2 separate regions of the Zea mays genome follow, and region 2 is linked to region 1. The links are chromatin contacts, called in public Hi-C maps. All regions are on one chromosome and are shown on one strand. Each heading gives the region's core, a stretch centred on a gene start, on an enhancer-like site or on the middle of the called end of the contact. The rest is flanking DNA. Distances are from core to core; before and after follow the strand shown. Region 1 has its middle 6.8 kb from the start of LOC103636024. Region 2 holds the start of LOC103637342 (small RNA 2'-O-methyltransferase).

What was found. Hi-C and Micro-C count contacts between places; a contact is called where the count stands out from the background.
Region 2: a Hi-C map of ear shows a contact between it and region 1, with 4 times the contacts expected there. The contact joins the promoter of LOC103637342 here to the enhancer-like site in region 1. A contact is called at or near these places in 3 of 25 Hi-C or Micro-C datasets (ear, leaf and tassel).

Annotation. Positions count from the first base shown.
Region 1 is chr8:142,775,638-142,781,099 of Zm-B73-REFERENCE-NAM-5.0, forward strand. No RefSeq gene overlaps it. Among protein-coding and RNA genes, the nearest start is that of LOC103636024, 6.8 kb to the left of the region's middle. Within about 2 kb of position 2,129, at least 18 of the 20 cell types and tissues checked have an H3K27ac peak or open chromatin away from gene starts, as enhancers often do. A contact at or near this core is called in ear, leaf and tassel, where this site is marked.
Region 2 is chr8:142,846,470-142,851,931 of Zm-B73-REFERENCE-NAM-5.0, forward strand. It overlaps LOC103637342 (small RNA 2'-O-methyltransferase), which reads left to right and starts at 2,109. Exons shown (of 5, transcript XM_020543151.1): 1 at 2,109-2,308; 2 at 2,379-2,619; 3 at 3,163-3,662; 4 at 3,761-4,009; 5 at 4,269-5,187. The coding sequence starts at 2,109. The coding sequence ends at 4,953.

The DNA.
Region 1 (5,462 bases), core at 879-3,378:
GAATACAAAAAAGCTAAATTTAGGGTTCATGTGCTTAATTTGCACAACAGGGAGGGAATACAGGGATCCAAATACTAAACAAAAATACTCACGATTTGCTTGGCTCCTGCCCAGTCCACTTTGATCCAATCTCCACTTCGACTCCTCCCCATTCCACACTGTGTCAGATCCATGGCGGCGCTCAACCTCCGCCATTAGCAGCTGCCAACAGCAAATCATGAGAGGGGGGAGGGTGGTGTGTGAAAACTAACATGATGCTACTACCAAAAATGGGGGAAACGAACCAAAAATAGGGGGAGAAACAAACCTCCTCGTGGGTTGTCTACGCCGAGTCCGGAGTCGCACAACGTCTGCTGCCATGAGAGCTCCCACTGTGCCGAGTGTGGAAGCGCACTCGTAGTAGCTTGGAGGAACAAGAACCAACAGCAAATCATGAATCAAGAAGAAGCAGATCGGGTTCCAAGAACTCATCGGGATTGTGCATTCGTCGCGTGTATGAGCAGCGACGGACTCACCCTTGTGTGGGCAGCCGCAGGGTGTGTCCGCCGGTGTGCAGGGCAAGGTGCGCGCATGGTGGAGCATGCCCCTATGTGGGCAACCACTGACGGCATCGCGGACGGCTTCGTTGTAGTCGTTGCGGTTCCCTCGGCGGCATCACCATGAGGAGCGATGGAGTGTGATATGCCCGAAGCGCTCATGCCACCGCCACGCCGTGTCCACGCGCCGAGCAGTAAGGCACACAGGGTGCGTGATGTCGAGTCGGATCGAGTAGAGCCGGTTGGGGGAGCGACGCACTCGAGCATGGAGGCGTCGGCGTTCGTCGCGGATCCGCATGACCCCCTTATCGACATGGATGTCGTACCCATCCTCGTCCAACTGCCCAACGGGCACGGACCTCTCGAGCGGGGTGGGGGAGGCGGCTGTCGTAGGTGTTGGGGTGGCGATGGCCGCTCGGGGGAGGCGGCCCCTCCTCTTCTCCATTCGAACTTCTCTCTTTGCTCCTCTTCTCTCTTTGCTCCTCGGGGTGGAGCAACGCCTGGTGCCTGTCGGGGGTGGAGACCGCACGACGAGCAGGGGCACCGGATCCGGGGAGGAGGGGCGGGGGTGCCGAGGCAGGTCGTCTCGCCGGAAGTAGAGCACGACAGCGTTGGCGGTTGAGGAGTTTTAGGGTTCGAGGCGGGTGAGGGCGGCAGGGCTTTGTTGGGCGACCCGCTCACGATGTCTGCGCGGGGGGCGCCTGTCGCGGCGAGCGCCATGGGGGGTGGGGGAGGGAGCTCTGGCGACACGGGTAGATGCGGGCGGGGCACGGTGAAGGTGCAGCATTGATGGGAGACGGCGAGACGCGACGCGGGGATTGGGGAAGGGGATGACTCCGGCGGCGAGCTACTGGTCTCAGAGGAAGGGCCGCCGCCGCGCCGGAGAGCGTGCTGATGAGATTCTCGGAATGGAGTGGAGGTGAACGATCCGCGGGAGAGCGGCGGACTGGAGGGGAGGCAGGGAGGCGGCGGCTCACGCGGGGTGGGGGAGTGGGAGGCGGGGGGACGAACGTGGGGTGGGCGGATGAACGGTGTAGATTTACGGAAGCGAGTGGACGGTGCAGATTGGCTGAAGGCAGAACCAGGGGAGGCAGCCTACCCCTTAGAGCCTTAATAGGTAGTATAGATTAGCTAGTTTGTTGTCTAAAAACAATATTGAGTAATTATTAATAGGCCGCCTCGTCATACTCTAATGGGTATTTGGTTTGAGTAATGAGCTAGTCGATCATCTTCTCACTCCTAACTTTTTTTGTTTGGTTTTGTGGAATGGAATAAGTTGATATATCACCACTTTATTCCTCATAGTTAGTTAATTAATACGAATATGTGCAATAAAGTTATCCTACCAAATTTGAGAAATGAACCAATGGTACATCACTTTATTTTGAATGGAGTGGTTCCTCAAACCAAACACCCCACAAATCTTTCGTCATAAGCTTTGGAATCTATGTACAGAAGGTAGCTATCAGTCGAAAACACGGCCCTGCCGCGGATCCGAAGCAGGCCATCCTGACAGCGAGCCGAGTGGACGGTGGCGGTGACAGCGCATCATGACATGGGCCGCTTTGGAATTGGCAGGGAAAAGGCGCGGGGAATAAAGCAGCTGCGATGTGTCCATATCGACGTTGCCACAGCGAAGCGTTGCAGATCTCCTCCTCCTCGCTCCGGGCCGGGCGGCTGGCGGTGGCGCACGCGAGTTCCTACGGCGCGGCGTCCTCTCGGCGGGACAGCCTCCTCGTGCGCACGCCCAACTGCCTAGCCTTGTCTTATTCCGGATCCATGGGATTGGGTCGATGATAATAAACACCAAATCTATAGATAGATCATTTATTATGCTCAGTTCTATTTAAGTTTGCGTTGCCGTTGCACATTCGTATATACTATAAGGGTGGGTATGTATGTATGTATGTATTATTATCTTCACCAGATACTACTAGTTAGTGAGTGCTAAATAACGCCCGCCTTAGCCACGAAGGAAATAAGTGACTACTAGATAAGTAACATCACATGCCATCCGTTTTTTTCCTCATATCTTGCTGTCACGCAAAGCATTATCAGCAACAAAAAAGCAAGCAACGTATCTGCTGCCTGTCGTACGTTGACCAGACCTTTTCTTTTTCTTATCTAACAAAAAAAGAATCCGTTGATGAGAGATTTCTTTTTGTGGAAAAAAAAAGACGCTGGCTGGAGCAGCAATAGACAGCAGAGCCATTTCATTGATTTTCGCTGTCGGCCCATTAGTACTCCTAGGCCGCCGCGTTGGGCTGGACCTGTCCATCCATGATAACCAAGGAAAGGAAACAAACGGTGCGGGCCTTGTTGGGCCAGCCTTTACCTGCTACCTACTCAATTCCCGAATCCAGTTCATCGCTACGCACAGTATACCACGACAACAACACGCGTAGCAGCGTTCGAGACATCTTCTTTTGCTATTCTCTCCGTCACCAAATTAAAATGATCCTTGCTTTTAAGAAATCGAGCGGTTCAATAATCACCACCTGATGGTCGTGACTATTACTAGCGAGTAGCCACACATATTTATTGCGAATATAACCGATTTTTTTATTTTAGTCCTTTTTTCAAAATAAATTGATTGACGTTTAGACCCCTGACCGAATTATTTTCTGTTTTGGACTTTTTGCTCGACGTCATAGGTCGTGGCGTCGATGAAACATAGCTCGGCGCCATAGACTATGGCACCGAAGCGTGACGTGGCAGCGTCGGCGAGGGCTGTCGTGGCGCCGACGTGGCACCCTAGTCTGGCACCACAATCTTGGTGCTGAGCTAAGATTTAAGTGCTTCTGCCCTTTCCTTTCTCCATTCTTTCCTTTCCCCTCTCTCACTGCCCGACCGCCCCTTTCGACGTCGCCGCCCTCCCCAGCCCGACGCGCCGCCTGGCCGCGGCCCCACACCTCGGCCGCCCGCCTCACCGGCCCGACGCACCGCCCTATCTCGACCGTCACACCGCCCGGTGAGTTAGTAGCTAGTTCGTTAGTAGTTAGTTAGTAGCTAGTGGTTAGTTAGTAACTAGTGGCGTATTGTCTTAGTGTTTAGTTAATGGTTAGTTAGTAACTAGTGGTTAGTTACTATTAATTTAGTTTAGTACTTAGTATTGTATTATCTTAGTGTTTTTATATTTAGTTAGTAGTTTAGTATTATTTTATTACTAAGGATATAGTTAGATACCTATTTAGTTGTTAGTGTATATAGTTAGCTAGCTATTTAGTTGTTAGTATATGTACATAGAATGTTTATGTTAACCATCGATATGTTTAGCTAATGGTTAAACATATCGCTCGTTTGTAACCAGATGTATAAGTGAAGTAGATATATATAATTGAAAGGAATAGCACCTCTCATAGTTCTAAAGCCGACGCCACTAACTTATCCGTAATTTAATAATATATATCAAGGGAAATATAATAACATAGTTATAAACCATTCACTACCGTAATTTGACTCTTTGCCGAGTACCAAATTATCGGGGACCATAATTAGGGGTACCCTTAAGGCTCCTAATTCTCAGCTGGTAACCCCCATCAGCACAAAGCTGCAAAGGCCTGATGGGTGCGATTAAGTCAGGGATCAGTCCATTCGAGGAACTCGATCACGCCTCGCCCGAGCCTAGCCTCGGACAAGGGCAGCCGACCCCGGAGGATTTCCGTCTCGCCCGAAGCCCCCCTCCAGCGGCGAACATATTTCCGGCTCGCCCGAGGCCCTGTCTTCGCCAAGAAGCAACCCTGACCAAATCGCCGCACCGACCGACCAAATCGCAGGGGCATTTAATGCAAAGGTGGCCTGACACCTTTATCCTGACGCGCGCCCTCCAGCCGGCAGAGCCGAAGTGACCGCCGTCACTTCGCCGCTCCACTGACCGGCCTGACAGAAGGACAGCGCCGCCTGCGCCACTCCGACTGCGGTGCCACTTGACATAGTGAGACTGACAGGCAGTCAGGCCCGGCCGAAGGCACCATAGGAAGCTCCGCTCTGCCCGACCCAGGGCTCGGACTCAGGCTAAGCCCCGAAAGACGGCGAACTCCGCTCCGCCCGACCCAGGGCTCGGACTCGGGCTAAGTCCCGAAAGACGGCGAACTCCGCTCCGCCCGACCCAGGGCTCGGACTTGGGCTCAGCCCCAGAAGACGGCGAACTCCGCTCCGCCCGACCCCAGGGCTCGGACTCTGCCCTGGCCTCAGCCGGCGGCCTCCGCCTCGCCCGACCCAGGGGCTCGGACTCGACCTCGGCTACGGAAGACAGACTCGACCTCGGCTTCGGAGGAGCTTCCACATCGTCCAACCTAGGGCGCAGACCGGCCACGTCAACAGGAGGTGCTGATAGTCGCCTAGAGGGGGGGTGAATAGGGCGAAACTGAAATTTACAAATATAAACACAACTACAAGCCGGGTTAGCGTTAGTAATAAAGAAACGAGTCCGCGAGAGAGGGTGGAAAACAAATCGCAAGTAAATGGAGAGTGTGACACGCGGATTTGTTTTACCGAGGTTCGGTTCTTGCAAACCTACTCCCCGTTGAGGAGGCCACAAAGGCCGGGTCTCTTTCAACCCTTCCCTCTCTCAAGCGATCCCACGGATCGAGTGAGCTTTCTCTTCTCAATCACTTGGAACACAAAGTTCCCACAAGGACCACCACAAGTTTGGTGTCTCTTGCCTCAATTACAAGTGAGTTTGATCGCAATGAAAGAATCAAGAAAGAAGAAAGCAATCCAAGTGCAAGAGCTCGAAAGAACACAAGCAAATCACTCTCTCTAGTCACTATGGCGTTGTGTGGAATTTGGAGAGGATTTGATCTCTTTGGTGTGTCTAGAATTGAATGCTAGAGCTCTTGTAGTAGTTGGGAAGTGGAAAACTTGGATGCAATGAATGGTGGGGTGGTTGGGGTATTTATAGCCCCAACCACCAAAAGTGGCCGT
Region 2 (5,462 bases), core at 859-3,358, 71 kb after region 1:
GTGCAGCCAGTCAGCCCAGCCGCATGATAAGATAACCATAGATAGGATTGCATTGCATCTCATGCTCTCTTCACATCGTGTCATCAAGGTCGTCATCATTGGCCGGCCCAGGAGCAAAAGGCTGGAGAGGAAGAGGACGACCCGGATGGACATGGAATGGAATGGAATAATCACGGTCACGGCACGGCGGCCCGGAGAGAAAGAGAGAGAGGGGAAAAGCTGACCTGCCCAAGCTGATGCTGCCATGGGTGAATGCATTTGCGTGCATGTACCCTCCCTGGTAGATAGGTATCATTCCTTGAGTTAGTAGTCCCTAGACACTCCCTGGTCCCTGCCACTGTTTGCAGCTTCAACTGTTCATCCGCTTGTCCCCCGTTGCATTCACCAAAAAGTGTAAATCGCAACGCCTGTACTTTGCTCCAGCACACCATAACTCGATAGCTTTTCAGTAGGGATTGGCTGCAGGCTGCTCGTCTTTCTTTCTTGCTACCTGCAGGTAAACTTCCGCGTCCATGATAGTAGTTGTAAAAAGTCACCTTTTACACCATTGCAGATGAATCCTTGTACAAGCAAGAGAGTGCCGCGCGCCCCTCCTTGATGCCATGGGGAAACATTTCCTTCGTCACATTCAAGTGGCAGTATTAAATATATAGTGAAACAGCGATAATAGAGGGGAATCAAATCTAGGGTACGTTTGTGGTTTCAGGTTATGTCCCAGGGTGCTGCTATCAGTGCCCGGCCCATCCATGGTTAAAGCTACTGCCTTTCCTCTGAAACGTCAACAGAAGGTACCACCTACTTGCCTACTTGCTTGCTTGTCCATTCATTCAGCAGTGACGAACAGTTTCATTTGCATCTCGTCTGACCTAATCACGACTGAGCTGAGCTCCCGACAATAACGAAACGAACACAACTCGGCCATGAGGCTCGCATTGGCCCCGTCGGGATCGGTGTCCCAGTCCCAATTCCTACGGTTGCGGCTGCGAAAATCGCTTGGCCTTTAGTGACCACGACCTCTGGCGGTTATTCAAGCGCTGAAAGCCAAAGCGCAGAGCTCACAGCACTAGTTGTCGCCCTACTCAGGCCATATTTGGTTTTCTTTAGTCTAGGGACTAAAGTTTAGTTAGGGGACTAAAGTTTAGTCCCTAAAATGTTTGGTTTCTAGAGACTAAAAATAGTAAGAATATACTAAATCTCTACTACTACATAAGTGTGTAGTGTAGACGTACACAGATGCAGATGGTGCACGGTTTTGCCAAAACCGCGTCCCCGCGCTTTCTGCCTTTCTCCACGCCGCGCTTTCTTCTCCACGCGCTGCCCCGCCTGCCATCGCCGGCGCCTCCTCGGACGCGCAGATGGAAGGTCCGCGCCCTGCGCCCCCAAATCGCGCATCCGCATCAATGGAAGGTCCACGCGTCCGCAGCCCCTAAGCCACCTCCTTCTCCTCCTCTCCCCATTACCGCGCGTCCGCAGTCCCCAAATCGCGGCTGGCCCATGAAGATGCCCAGCACGGCGGCCATCGCCGACCGCCCGTGGATCAGCTCCGCCTCCCGGTACCACTTGAGGAACGCCGGGTCCTTGCCCAGCCCCAGCGGATCGAACCCGAAGTCGCCAGGGAGCCTGCAAAGTCGCGGCGGCGGCGTCACGGTCAGCTTCGAGCTCCACCCCCCCTCCTCGTCTCTGCAAAGACTTACGATCCGTCGAGCCAGGGCGGGTTGATGAACTCGGCGGATCCACAACTTCTTGGCGGCGGCCGCGGCGACGGCGAGGAGCGCGCGGCGCGGGCTTGGGCGCGGCGGCATTGGCGAGCGCGCGCCTGGCGCCGAGGAACGGGGTCTTGAGCACAGCAGCGGGCGCGGCGGCGTCACGGTCAGCTTCGAGCTCCACCCCCCCCCCCTCCTCGTCTCTGCAAAGACTTACGATCCGTCGAGCCAGGGCGGGTTGATGAACTCGGCGGATCCACAACTTCTTGGCGGCGGCCGCGGCGACGGCGAGGAGCGCGCGGCGCGGGCTTGGGCGCGGCGGCATTGGCGAGCGCGCGCCTGGCGCCGAGGAACGGGGTCTTGAGCACAGCAGCGGGCGCGGTGGCGGAGGTGGACACGAGCGCCATGGCCGGGGCGCGGTGGCAGAGGTGGACGCGAGCGCCACGGCAATCACGCATCGGCGCTCGCCCCAGCCCCGCAGAGGTCGCGTACGTCCAGATCCCCACCATCCCCAGCGAGCTCTTGTCCTCCTCCGTCGTGTCGTACCAAGACGGTGTAGATCTGGAGCATTTCCTAGCGCCGGATCTCGGAGAGGTGAAGGACGAGTCGGTGTTCTAGATGATCTGTAGCCCTCCCGATTGCCCCTCGCTCTCGCCCCCTCGATCCCGGAGACAGCTGCACGGGGTTCTACGCGGGCGCGGGGCAAGCGCGCGAGGTATGGGCGTCCGTCGAGGAGTTCGGGGCCGTGGGCGACGGCGCCATGCCCAACACCGCGGCGTTCCGGCGCGCCGTCGCGGAGCTGGGCGCGAGGGCCGCCGGTGGGGGAGGGGCCAGGCTTGACGTGCCCCCCGGGAGGTGGCTCACGGGCAGCTTCAACCTCACCAGCCGCTTCACCCTCTTCCTGCACCGCGGCGCGGTCTCATCGGCTCCCAGGTCACGAGTTCATTCATTTCTTCTTTCTTTCTTTGTTTAGACAGTAATTCATTTATAATGCATTTAACTCTTGTGAGTCTTTCCTCAAAACTTAAGAACGAGGACCCTATAGCACTGTAACTGACAACTTTTAATAAGCACCAAAGACTGATCAAACATAAGGTTCCATTTTTATTTTGGCATTTTCTTATGATAATATTTTGTAGCTGTAATATAATCTAATTTGGTTCCCTGCAATGTCAATACCTGTGTAAGATTATTGGTAGTACAATTCACAAAGCATGAACCATTTTGTTGGTCACTCAAAAACTCTGTTCTTAAGGCGTCGCCTAGACGTCCGGGCGGTGGTCTAACGCCTAGGCGCCTTGCCCGCCTACCTCGCCTAGGCGCCGCCTAGGCGTCCAGGCGGTGCTCCAACGCCTTGGACCGCCTTACCGCTTTAAAAACCATGTCAAAAAGCATGCTATTCATGTCATATTTGAGCTTCGTTGCACTTTTAAAATTACAAAATAATTAAAAAATCCAGTTACCTCTTCTAACATCACCATACCACCGTACTTCATTTCAGAACTTTCTGTCATCTACCCATCCTCTTATTGGCCATTTGTGTGTGTCTCTCCGGAGAACTGGAGACCTCATTGGGAGGTTACCTTTGTCGGCTATTGCTGCATGTGATGTGAAGGTCAATACATTGTGTAAATTGATCGACCATAGGGCAGAATTTGATCCTCTATTGGTCTTGTCATTATTGTACAATGCTGCAAAACAATCTCCTGGAGTCTCTGTTAGTAACAGCAATTTCTGGATTCAGAGTGAAAAGCCTTATTCTCCGGAGGCTGTTGACTCGGCACTTGAGTGTTGGTCTGGTACAACAGATCCCGTAGAAGTAGAGGCAGTTCTTGTTCCCTACATATTGGAGGATGAACTGAAGACAGTAAGAATTAATCTAGGAGATAATGAACATTATATGAGTTATGTTGCAGCAGAGCTCTCAGCAATTGATTCCTCTCATGTTCTTGTATCAAGGTAGGCAAAGAAAAACTAAGTAGTAAATTCCTGACTTCTGAGCCTTTTCCATTATTCTTGTTGTGCATGACAATTTTGAAACATTGATCTCACTGCAGAACAATTGGAAAAGCATCATCCGAGATAAGACTGTATTTTGCAGCCGCAAATATACATGTTGTTTCTGATATATCAAAACATGCACTTGATTCTCTTGGAGATGGTGACATCAACTGGCAAGTAAATAAGCGAGCTTCCTACATTTGTGGCCAAACAATTTATGGAGATGCACTCTTGGCAAATATTGGATACACAAGGAGAGATTCGGAACTTCACACTGAAGATGTCAATCTATGTTCCTATTACAGGTAAAGCTTTATTGAACATTTCACTACAACGGCATTGTTAAATACAATTTCACTTGCTAATCAATGAATCAAGATGCATTCCATTTTATATTGTTAGTAGATATGGTCATTTTTTCTCAGGAATCATCACATGATTCAAGCTGCAGAGGTTGGCTTGTGTTCTGTTTGTCTTTCATGTCTGTGCTGCTTTTATCTATTATTTAAGCACCAAACTTCCTATAGTTCTTCAGAGTGAAACACTGACATGCTTTTGACTCAGGATACTTCTGGGCAAGTTACCTGATGGAAATTGTAAGATGTCTAGGGATTCGATTCTTGCAGCGGAGCTTCCATCTGCATACTCTCGTTTTAGTTGGAAAGGCCTCTCTCCACGAGATCTCCTTTGCTCATTTTGTCGCCTTCAGAGGTTGCCAGAGCCCCATTTTGTTGTCAGTAGGGTTTCCTGTGATACATTAATGTTGGCTGTGAGCTCTGAAGAAAGAGGAGCACCAGCAGGCAGCGCAGAAAATCAGTACACCAATGATGTCAGGATCAACAAGGAAAAACCAGATCTTTTTAAATGTGAAGTGAACATACGTTCACGGAAGCAAGAAATTTTACTAGAGTATTCTGCAGCTGACACTTGGAGCAAGGAATCTGATGCTATTCAGAATTCTTCATTGAAGGTCTTGATTTGGTTCAATAATTATTTTAAGAGACTAACCTCAAAAACAAGCAAGCTATATCTTTCTGAGTCTACTGCTGATGTCAAGGTACATTCAAATATTTTTCTTCAAGAGTTTGCAATGTGTCTATCTGTTTATGGCAAGAATGGAGGCAGTGATTCAGCAATGTGCAGTGCAGTTGGACCATTTTCTATGGATACACGAAAGAAGCACCTTGAAAGCACTGCAAAGTTAACACACATTGAAGGTCCAGACTCTGGTGTTTTCCCGTCCCACTGATCATTGACTTGTATAAGTTATACTGCTTCCCTTGTGACGAAGGATAAAGCAAAAACATATTTGTTGGAGAGCCACAATGAGTTTGAGTTTGAGATTGGGACGAGTGCTGTTAGTAATCAGCTTGAATCATGTGTAACTCAGCTGTCAGTGAATCAAACTGCACGTTTTGTAGCTGAACTGCCTCCTAGGGATTTAATCATGGCTGCATCTTGTGAATTCTCACCAGGCCATTCATTTATAATGCCAACAGGATGGCTTTATCAAGTTCTAGATTATGACTGGTTTGAAGCTATTAGCACTGAGCCAAATAAAGGTACATGTATGACTATTTATCTTTTTTCCATTAGACTATACATTAATGAGTTAGTACTCTTGTTTGAACATTTATAATAATAATTTTGTTAGAATATGCATTTCCTTTTCATTAATTATCTAGGGGTAAATAGAATATTGGGGTTAGCTTTATATAGCCTCCTATGTTCAAGAGGAATAGCTTATCCCTTGAACTT